2 separate regions of the Mus musculus genome follow, and region 2 is linked to region 1. A link is a contact called in public Hi-C data. All regions are on one chromosome and are shown on one strand. The core of a region is the stretch at or near the end of the contact, and the rest is flanking DNA. Distances in the headings are between cores, read along the strand shown. Region 1 overlaps Bahcc1 (BAH domain and coiled-coil containing 1). Region 2 holds the start of Faap100 (Fanconi anemia core complex associated protein 100).

Region 1 (5,000 bases), core at 914-3,413:
TGGGCTGTGCCCTCCACCATGGGCTGCCCCCACCTCCTCAGACTCAAGCAGGCATGGGTTCCAGATGTGTCAGCTGGGAAGGGGAGACAGGGAGAGGAGAGCTGTCAGCAGGCAGAGACCGCTGTGGCTCCCGCCCCCAACTGCAGTCCTGCCTGTGATGAAGCTCCTTCTCAGCCTCCAGCCTTGCTTGCACTTGGTGCACTCCTGCACCTCCGAGGTACCTGTTGCCCTCAGACACCATGAAACAGTGGTCTCTGGAGCCCTGTTGGGACCTCCAGGCCTCTCCCGGGCTTTTCCCAGAATACAACTCACCTTGTCCAGACGTCTGAGGTCTGCTTTGCACTTTGGTCTTATAACTTGGAAGGTGGCCCTGGGTCCCCAACATCCCTGGCCTGGTCATTACTTGTGTTCCTTCGACTGTGCATCCCCCTTGGTGCAGGAAGGGTTAACCCCCCTCCCTGGCTGGCACGCGGGAGGTAATTGCAGTTGGCAGCGGGCACATAGAGCTCTCGCTCCTGGCACCAGGCACTGCTGTAACTCAATGACTGCTGCGCTCAGGCGTCGTGTTTACAGAGCGCAGTGGACCCACACACGGTGCACAGCCCGCCCGTGTTCTAGGCTGAGAGATTAGCACCCGGCACTGCTGGAAGCCTGAGAAACCTCTCTTTGTGCAACAAGAAGGGGCTGTTTTCCAAACAGGACAGGTGACAAGTGAGGGACAGTTGTTCGAGTAGTCTGGTCTTTGGGCTCTGCTCAGAGCACACATGTTGGGCAGGTGATAAGAAGCAGCTCTCTCCTGGGTGGAGGGTAGGCCAGCCGGGTCTTGAGAACCAAACCAGCAGAGTGGGGTCTTCATCCCAGACCCATCTGTGATGCTTTCTACCTCTGCCTTCTCAGCAGAGTCCTGGGTGGATACTGGGTCGGCAGAGCTGGGCCCTAGTAAGAGACTCCCTGGCCAGCTGTGGGTGGCCCCAGGCCCCGCAGGAAACACTTGCTCTCTATTCTCCGACCAGCCTTTTGTGTCTGCTGGGCATCTCCTAGCTGGTCACAGCATCTGGCTCCCGGGATGTTTGCAGGAAGGGATGAGGGTGGCCAAGCAGGAAGAACGGGCAATGGAGGCTTTTCAAGAAGAGCTGCATCCCCTGGACGGACCATAGGCGCACTGGGATACCCAGGCCACCTGACCTGACTTCTGTCCTCATAATCGGCAGTGGCCCGTCAGTGCCCAGGAATGTCTGTCCACCTCCTACTCAGTAGGCACACATGCCTGCTTCCTGTCCATCCTACCCCAGGAGACACCACCAGCAAGAAGGGCAGTTTGTGGGTGGCACCACCTGCCCTAGAGTCCAGTCCTGTTCCCTATTGGGCCACTCTTTCCAGAGGGTGAGTGGAGGCCTGCTGGTGACACCCATAACCATTTACTTCCCCTTGTGTCAACGGTTGTCTGGTAAAATTGCTTATGACCCACCCTAAGCGCCCTCAAACCTCAGACCCCACTTGAGGGCCAGCCTCTGCAGGTCCTGTTTCCAAGGCCAAGCCCCAAGGATGCCCACTTGGCTGGTGAAAGCCAGTATCCAGGCAGTGCGCTGCGGAGAGTTCTCGGCTCTGTCCCCCATCCTGACTCGAGGCCTGGCTGTGTCACAAGGAGAGAGCTTTTGTCTCTGAGACCAGCTCCAAGGGCAGCAGGAGTCTCTTTGCCCGCTGCTGGGCACCCACTGTGGCAGGTGCAAGACAAAGTTCCCAGAGTCAGGTAGGGGAGGGCCATCCCGGGTGCATGCAGGACAAGAGGCAGGATGTTCAGGGCTCCACCCCGCAGAGCACAGGGCCCACTGGGGGCTGGAGACAGGCATGTGGAGAAGCAGTGGTCCCAAAGTGGAAAGTGCACACTTGCAACCTTCCCAGTCCCACGAGAGTGGCGGCAAGTCCACATCTGTCTGGAGTCATATGACAGCGCATACCTCTCAGGCCTGAGCCTCAGGTTACCTCTTCACCATCAGCTCCTCCCAACCCTAGGGTGTCCCCCCTCCTCCCCGCAGGGGTTCCCCCGTCTTCTACGTCTGCAGCCTTACTCCCTGACAGGCCACATGGTGCAGCCTGCTCTGTGCGGTAGAGGCCAGGGCGGGCGGGGTAGGAGCGAGTGGCAGTCTGGCTGGCTGCCCTGGCAGCGTGCCTGGCTGCTAGTCTGACGGGGTGCCAGCTGGCTCCACGTGCTGGGGCCTGTTTCTCGGCCATGTGTGTACAGGAGGGTGGGGGGCAAGGCAGGCAGGGGGCACGCGACAGGGCCAAAGAATGGGGGCCATCAGCATGGGGGCTTCCTGGGCAATAGGCCAGGAGGCCCAGCTTTAGCCTTCTCCTGCTCCCTTAAACCCCCTCTAGAATGGAGAGAGGCAGGGACTCTCTCAGCTTAGCTTGCTTGCTGCTGCCTTCTGCTTGAGCCTAGGGCAGGTAGGCCAGGCAGAGAGGGCTGACAGGGAGTGGCTAACTTCATGTGGGAGTTAGCGGTAGGTGCTCTCCTACTCTTTGACGGGGACTCTCAGGCAGCCAGAACACCCTCTCCTCACCATCTGTAAGGCAGCTGTAGAGCGGGGGATCAGGCTTCCTGTGTGCCTGGAACAGCTGGGGGTTCAAGGGATGCACCCTAGTGTTGGAGGAGCCGCCCTGGAACATCTGGCCCAGAGCAGGATCTGCTTGTTGAGCCCCAGGCCTTCTGGCCCCTTAGCTCACCCAAGATGATGTGTCTTGCCAGAAACGGACAGCAGGGCTTTGGGGTAGGGTGGACAGCAGAACTAGCCTGGGGCAGAGGTGAGTGGCTAGATGCCAACCTGGCCTGAGTGGACGGGGCTGGGGTGTGGCATGGCACAGCTGGCCCTATTGTCAGTAAGGGCCCCCCCCATCCGCCCCCCTGCCTGCTTGGGACCACCCACAGGGCAATGAAAGAAGATGCTGTTGCTAGGGGCTTGGGGATGGATACAGGAGCTTGGAGCTGACTCAGCCCTGCTGGTCCGTGGTCTCTTATGCCACCTGGAGGGGGAGCCATGGGTACACGTGCCAGCACTGGCTGCCTGCCTAGCCAGCTTCTGTGAAAGCCACACCCACCCTGGTGGCCACTTCTCCATCCATGTCTGGCTGCATTCCAGTGAGACAGGAGCCACCACCAAGTGTACCCTGCTCCTCCAGACCCCACACACTCCTTCGTTTCTCCAGCTGCCTGTCTCCCTCAGTACCTTAGGAGGCTCCAAAACTTACCACAGGGGCAAGCAAGCAGGGGCTGGAACATGTCCATCCAGGAGACAGGTCCTATCCCACATCCACCCTCATGGGTGGCCCATCAGACTCCATCCCCTGGTACTGCCCCCTAGTGGCTGCGCGTACCCTAACGCTATTTCTTCAGACCCTGGATGTCGCTCCCATTCTTTTTTCTATTCCATTTAGTTTTCTTGAAACAGACTTGCCATGTAACTCTGGCTGGCTCAGGACTTGCTATGAAGACGAATCTGGTTTCTAAATTGCAATGATCCCTTGATCTCTGCCTCCTCGTTGCCGCTGTGGGAATGAGCCATTGCACCCTGCAATCTCTCCTTTTTTTTAATTTTTTTTTTTTTAAGATTTATTTTTAATTATGTGTACGAATGGGTTTCTCTATGTGGGTACAGGTGCCCATGGAGCCCAGAAGAGGGCATTGGGTCTCCTGGAGCTAGGTGACAGGTAGTTGTGAGCCATCAGATACAGATGCTGGGAACAGAGCTTGAGTCCTCTGCAGGAGGGGCACACACACCTAACCGCCTGGGCCATCTGTGCACCTGCGGTCTCTATGAGTGAAGTGTCCCCTTTCTGTCCGCACCCTTATCCACAAGGAGCCTCTGGAAATGAGGAAGTCCTACTTGTTAGAATATCTCCAGCCAGCCTCACTGCAACCTGCAGGAACCAATGACAAGGTCTCAGAGCTTCACACTCTGCTTGTCACAGCCCCAAGAGCTACATTGGCCTTGAGTTCCTGTGCTCAAAGGCTCTGAGCCTGTTTCTTCACCTGTTAAGTACACTGGTTATCAGAGCTGCCTGGACACAGAACAGCCCAGGACTAGTGCTTTATAGATAGCTCCTTCTCTCTGCACCTGTCCTCAGATATACATTGGGGGTACAGAGGTGGCCAGTGGCCATGGTCACCAGGCAAAGTTCTTCCTGGTTCCTTGAGTCCAACCTGGGCAAAAACAGTTGCCAGCCAGACGCACCTGCTCACTGACCATGAGTGGAGTCCCGGCACAGTGGACCACCCTGAAGCTGTGGGTGGCAGGGCTGTTGTCCTAAATGCCAGCAGGTGCTGGGGCCACATCCAGGATACTCCTGTGTCATGGTTTGCCCATCATCAGTTGAGTTCCCCAGCCCCCTTGTCCTGCCTACTGGTCAGGCACCTACCTCCCTGTGATGTGGAAGGCTGTCCCTTTGGATCCAGGGCAGCCTGCCCATGGAGCCTGGCTCCTCGGGGCACTTAGGTATTCCTCTCAGCCTGGGGGTATGGAGACTGCAGGGCCCTGTTCCCTGAGCAGTTGTGGGTCAGCACTCTGCAAGCCTTAGGGAGGAGACATACCCTGAAGGGTGCCATTCTAATCTCCAGCCACTTGGGTGGCCAATCCTGGGAGCTAGCTGCACTTTGAAATCCTGGCCTGGATGGCTAGGAGTCTGACCAAATAGGGTGAAGGGACCCTGAAGGAGGAGGGGCACTTGGCCGGGAGATCTTGGGTTGTTGCTAGGTTACTCCTTTCGGTCACTAAAGCAGAAATGGCAAGTGTCCTGTGAACTGGCGGCCACATCCTGTCTGCTCCCAGGGCAGACATTACTAGTCAATTAAGCGGCATGAGAATCTGGCTTTGGGATTCGTAGCGCAGCACTCCTGGTCCACCAGTGAGTAAAGTGCAGTGGAAGTCACTGGCTGTGAGTGACAGGCAGGCATCTGGGAGAGGGCTAGCACCAAGTCACTGTGTCATCCTCCTGTGGCAGCATCC
Region 2 (5,110 bases), core at 2,564-5,063, 120 kb after region 1:
CACCTCACATGTCCCAATCGGGCCTCTTTTCCTTTTGCAACGCTCCGCTCCACAGTGACAGTAGGTGTTAGGCTTTGTGGGAATATCCTCAAGTCACAAGGCCATAAAACCCAAAGTCAGGAAGAACACGAGGGACTAGCACTGAAGGTGGCTGGGGGGACAGGCTAGGGAAAGATGTGCTCCCTGGGTCTGGTGCTGGAAGCTCTGCTGAGAGCAGGGTCCCACTGGCCTCTGAGAGTCCACAGAAGCAGGCAAGGGATTGGTGTTAGAAGATTCCGGAGTCCTGTCAGAGGGGAGAGGGGTCTCTTGTCTTTTGAGGATTTGTGTGTAGATTTCTTTTTTTGTCCCTGATGGAGACAGAGGCAGAGGCAGCCGCATAGATGGTTGTTAACCAAAACCTCCCTAGCCTGGGTCAGCTCCACACAGAATGCTAACCTTTAAGGACAGGGCACAAGCTGTACTTGTGCCAGACACTGCAGCTCACCTTTCAGAGACATCACCGATGTCCAAGAGCAGCTCCTTAATTTTCTGGCCTGCATTTGCCATGGCCATTTTGGCAGGCACAGGCGCCTCAGAGTTCAAGTCCAGACTGCAGGTGATCAGGCGTCCTTTAGAAGACAGGGCGAGGAGCTCGGTGCTACCTGATGACGGACACACGCAGGGCCGGTCAGGTCATAAATCTGGAGCACTCAGTGCTGTTCACTCTGGGCTCCAGAAAAAGGGTTGGCAGAGGACCCAGGCAGTGCCCGAGGAAGGCAATAAGGGGATGTCTGGGAAGCCCGTACTGGGGATCTGCACAGATGGGGACCACTGATCTCTATACACATTTTGAAGTGCCTACACAAGATGATGTACCACAGATGTGATGCCATGGTGGCAACTGGTCCACACAGATAGAACAAAGAGGGGCCAGAGGAGGACACTGTATGGTGCCCAATTATTCAAATGTGTCACAGCCTTTAACAGAGCAAGGCTGCTGAGCCTTCTAAAGAAAAGTGCCCTAGAGGCTGAGTTCTGCTTGCTTCAATCTCTAACATCTCTACCATGTCCTCCTGCCCTGCCCCTGCCAAGGGTCTGCTCGCTTCCCCATCCCCCAACACAGCTCTTAACATGGACCCCGAAGTGGGCAGGTTAGTAGCTGGAAGTCAGTTCATAGGTATCCTGGTCTTAGGCTACGGCCCCTCACCTGAAGTGGTTTGGGTCTTTCCTTCTAAGCGTTTTTTTTTTTTTTTTTTTTCTCTTGTTAAATGTTTTCTGTAGCAGGCTTTAATATACTCTTAGCTGATCTTAATGGGAAGACACTGGGGGAGGGGAGAGATGTCTTCCTCTCATGCCAGAGTCAGGCAAACCTAGCTAAGGCTTCCTTAGAGAGCTTCGAGACACCCTCTGAATGGCTCATAAACAGGCCACACAGCAGCTAAAGCAGGCTCCTTGAGCTCTCAGAGGACATGTGGGGGTTTGGCCTGACCCGATTTGAAAGCTGCTGTGGGAGATGCTCTTAAACCAACCCCACAAGCCGTATGCTTGTGGCGCCCGCCCAACTGAGGGGCCACAGCCGTGTTCCAGGGAGGACACACATACAAAGGTCCTTGACCCCAAGACAGGAGTGAGTGAACTTCTGGTCTGTGATGAGCCTGATGAGGAAGGCCCATACCTGCTGAATTAGCAAAAGTCTCACCAAACAAAAAGGCAAGGAAGAAGGACAGCTGAGGGAAGAGACCGTCAGGGAGGAGCCTGTCCTGCGCCTCTATGATGACGAATGGCAGCTCATACCTGTAGGTGCCCTTGCTGTCACACACAGAGCCAGGGCGCTGCAGATGTTCAAGCTGGCTGGGCACAGCACAGAGGGTAGACCTCCTATGGCCCCGTCTGGCTTCTCAGGGTTCCAAGGACTGTCTCTCCGAGTCAAGTCTACCACACAGAGGTCTGAGGGAGTGCTGTGGTACACGTGGCCATCCCTGTCACAGGCAGCACAGAGCACAGGCCCTGGGAGGCAATACTCACGCAGCTCCGGCACCAGATTCCCTGACTCACTCCAGCTGGCCTTGATGGCCAGTGTCCGGCCCTGGTGACCAAGGGCTACTAGGCAGTCAGAGTGTTCATGCTGGCCAGGCAGCAGCTCTCCTGCTGCTTCCTCCTCGTGTGGCTCTGCCCTCAAAGCCCCAATGAAGATCACAGGCTCCTCTAGGTGGTGGAGGATCTTGACCAGGACCTTTGGGTCACCAGGGGCTAACCCAGAAGTAACCAAGGCCTTCAGGACCACACAACAAAGCTGGCCATCAGGGAGACCGCAGAGGATCACAGGGGACTGCAGGAGGGTGGCATCGACTCCAAAGAGTAGACCAAAGAGAGCCTCCTCCAGCGTGAAGCACCCACAGCCCTGGGGGTGACCATGAGGTGCCCTGGAGTCTGGTGGGAACACGCAGCACAGCACGGGCAGGAAGCGGGGGGCTGCAGGCTTCTCTGGCACCCCACCTGGTGGGGTGCAAGTGGACAACTCCACCTCACCAATCTGGCCTCTGGGCAGAGGCTCCTCCCCTGCACAGGGACGCTCAAACAGCTGCATCTTCCACTGGGTGGGGCCCTGTGCCAGGGTGACCAGCATATCATCCAGCACGGTGAAGGCACAGAGGGCAGCGTCAGGGAGGACACACGCATCCGGGTCCACATGGATCACAGGGTAGGGGGGAGCCGCTTCCTCTTTGTCCTCACAGGCCTGGCTCCCAGACCTTCAGGAACAATGGAAGCATAGTCAGTATTGGGTGGGGTAGACTCACACCGTGCTCAGCAGTAACCTGACTTGCTCTGAGTAGGCTAGGCAGGAGACATCACAGGCCATTCAGCAGGTAGGTCTCTCTCTCTCTCTCTCTCTCTCTCTCTCACACACACACACACACACACACACACACACACGCTTGACACAGGATCAGCCAGAAACATAGCTCTGCAGATCGAGGCAGCTTGGGAACTATTCCCAAGGCTGCCTGGGCTGTGCACGGTGAGTTCTTCCAGCACAAGCCAAGGGACACGAGCTTTTGCCACTCACTGCTTGCCAGAGACACCGTCTTCTGAGACCCACTTCCAAGAGGTCTTGCCAGGCACCGGAGGGCAGTGATAGCGGTGCTCCTGGTTGCAGACTTCACTACCTGAGCCTCAACAGCTAAGAACTTCACAAAAGCAGACACAACTGCCACGCCTGCATATGCACAGGTACTAGAGAGCGGGAATGGGCGGCCTAGACCGCAGTCCTCTGCTTCCTACCCCAGTGTGTTGTCAGTGGCCGTCAAAGGGACTACTACTGGGACAAACCTCTCACAACTAGGAGGACATGAAAGCCGGCCTCCCTGGGGACCCGACTTGTCACTGGCCGGCCGCGTGGGGCCACGCCCCCTCACCTGTCCAGCGAGTCCAACGACAGGCAGTAGATGCCAGTCCGGGCACACAGGACGTAGAGTGCCCTGCGGATGGCCAGGAGCTGCAGGTGCCATACCTGGTCGGGAAACTGGTACACCGCCTGGGCGCCAGGAGAGCGAGGTCAGGCGAGGGCACACGCGGCCCCGGCTCACCTCGGAACGGCGCCGCCCGCCCGCCCTCCCGCCCTCCGCTCACCGTCAGCAGCCCGCCCTCCTGGTCATACACATAGACGAACTCGCGTCCGGTGGACAGAAAGACCTCAGCCTCATGCCGCAGCACAAACGGCTTCCCCGCCGCTCGGCCTCCGAGCGGGCAGCAGAAGTCCGACAGGTAGTGCACGCGCGAGGAAGCGCCCGCCATCCTGCGGGCGCCGGGCCAGAGCTCAGCCCGGAGGGGCGGTGCCGCCTCCAGGCTTTACGGCCGCCCACGGCGCGGCGCGGCCTCCGCCGTAAAGCGGCCGCTGCGGAGGCGTGGCCGGAGCCTGCTGCAGGGGCGGGGACAGTTGCTCTACGGTCCGCTAGAGGGCGGGAACGCCCCCAAACACCGTGGCTTAGCAAAGAGCCACAACGGGAGGCACAAAGCCAGAGGGTAGCCAAATAATGCAGTCCTGCAAGTTCACTGGGGCCCGCGTCAGGGCCCTTGCCTCGGATCACCTACCTGTTGAGCAGAGGTTGCTCTGGTGCAAGGCTTGTATGCAGCACTTGCCCTGGCACCGTTTTGTGACAGCACTTGAGAGCACCACCCGTATAGCACGGGGTTTCAGGAGTAGGGTGGCACAGCACACCATTCAGTCCCTTGATAGGGAAAAAGGTGCTTCAGGCCAGCCATCCAGAAGAGCCTTTGCTCCACTCATGAACGCGGCAGGATGTGATTCTACAGCAGAGGATGCTGAAAACCCTAATGAGCTGGGTCTAAGGGAAACCACATTTTCTTCAATGACAGCTCTTCTTGGGGCTCCCTGAGGGAGCAGGCGGAGAATCCTACCCTGGAATGAGGCTCCAAGTACAAGATGAAATACTACTCTTCCAGAGCACTCATCAGAAACTAGACACCACTGCCTATGCTTCTGAAGTGGCAGCTACTCGGAGGGCTGAAGGCAGGAATACTTGAGTTCGGAGCCAGCGCAGGCAACCTTGACTCTTAAAAGAACGTTCATCTGAAAATTACAGCGGACAAATCTACAAAGGTGTGTGGGGTCACAACCAGGCACAAAACGTCCTGTGAACTTAGAGAGCATAGTGTAACCCTAGTGTAGATGTCAGAACAACATCCTGGGGCTGGAGAGACGGCTCAGCCGTAAGAGCACACGCTGTACTTGCAGAAGACCCAAGTTTGATTCCCAGCATCCACATAGGGAAGCTCACAACCCCCAACAGCTCCAGGGGCTCCTACATCTTTTACTAAGGTATTTATGTGTACAAAAGCATACGATTAAATAAATAAAAGCTGTGTGGTGGTATACACCTTTAATCCCAGCACTCAGGAGGCAGAGGCAGGTGGATCTGAGTTCAAGGCCAGGCTGGTCTACAAAGCTAGTTCTACAACAGCAACGCTTATGAAAACAAAACAAAACAAAAAACAAAAAGCTCTGTCTGGAACTGGACACCCCCCAGCCCCAAATATTTATTTCTTAGGCTTTATAGTTGTAGCCTGTCTGTGCTTCCAGAGTACTGGGAATAAAGGCACAGACCACTAT

Evidence for each region. Hi-C and Micro-C count contacts between places; a contact is called where the count stands out from the background.
Region 2: a Hi-C map of the N1E-115 cell line shows a contact between it and region 1, with 1.8 times the contacts expected there. The contact joins the promoter of Faap100 here to the enhancer-like site in region 1. A contact is called at or near these places in 1 of 39 promoter capture datasets (neural stem cells), 1 of 15 datasets of contacts at CTCF or cohesin (pro-B cells), 9 of 484 Hi-C or Micro-C datasets (CD4 T cells, CD8 T cells, the G1E-ER4 cell line and 5 more), 1 of 115 datasets of contacts at active chromatin or transcription factors (pancreatic cancer cells) and 3 of 9 other capture datasets (adipose tissue, liver and pancreatic islet).

What each region holds. Positions count from the first base shown.
Region 1 is chr11:120,259,473-120,264,472 of GRCm38.p6, forward strand. The region is part of intron 3 of Bahcc1 (BAH domain and coiled-coil containing 1); the gene reads left to right. Among named protein-coding and RNA genes, the nearest start is that of Gm11772, 24 kb to the left of the region's middle. Within about 2 kb of position 2,164, at least 199 of the 459 cell types and tissues checked have an H3K27ac peak or open chromatin away from gene starts, as enhancers often do. A contact at or near this core is called in CD8 T cells, the N1E-115 cell line, bone marrow-derived macrophages and 5 more, where this site is marked.
Region 2 is chr11:120,374,933-120,380,042 of GRCm38.p6, forward strand. It overlaps Faap100 (Fanconi anemia core complex associated protein 100), which reads right to left and starts at 3,814. Exons shown (of 10, transcript NM_027980.2): 1 at 3,610-3,814; 2 at 3,396-3,514; 3 at 1,774-2,729; 4 at 485-641. The coding sequence starts at 3,774. Nploc4 (NPL4 homolog, ubiquitin recognition factor) reads right to left here. Exons shown (of 17, transcript NM_001195023.1): 17 at 4,866-5,110.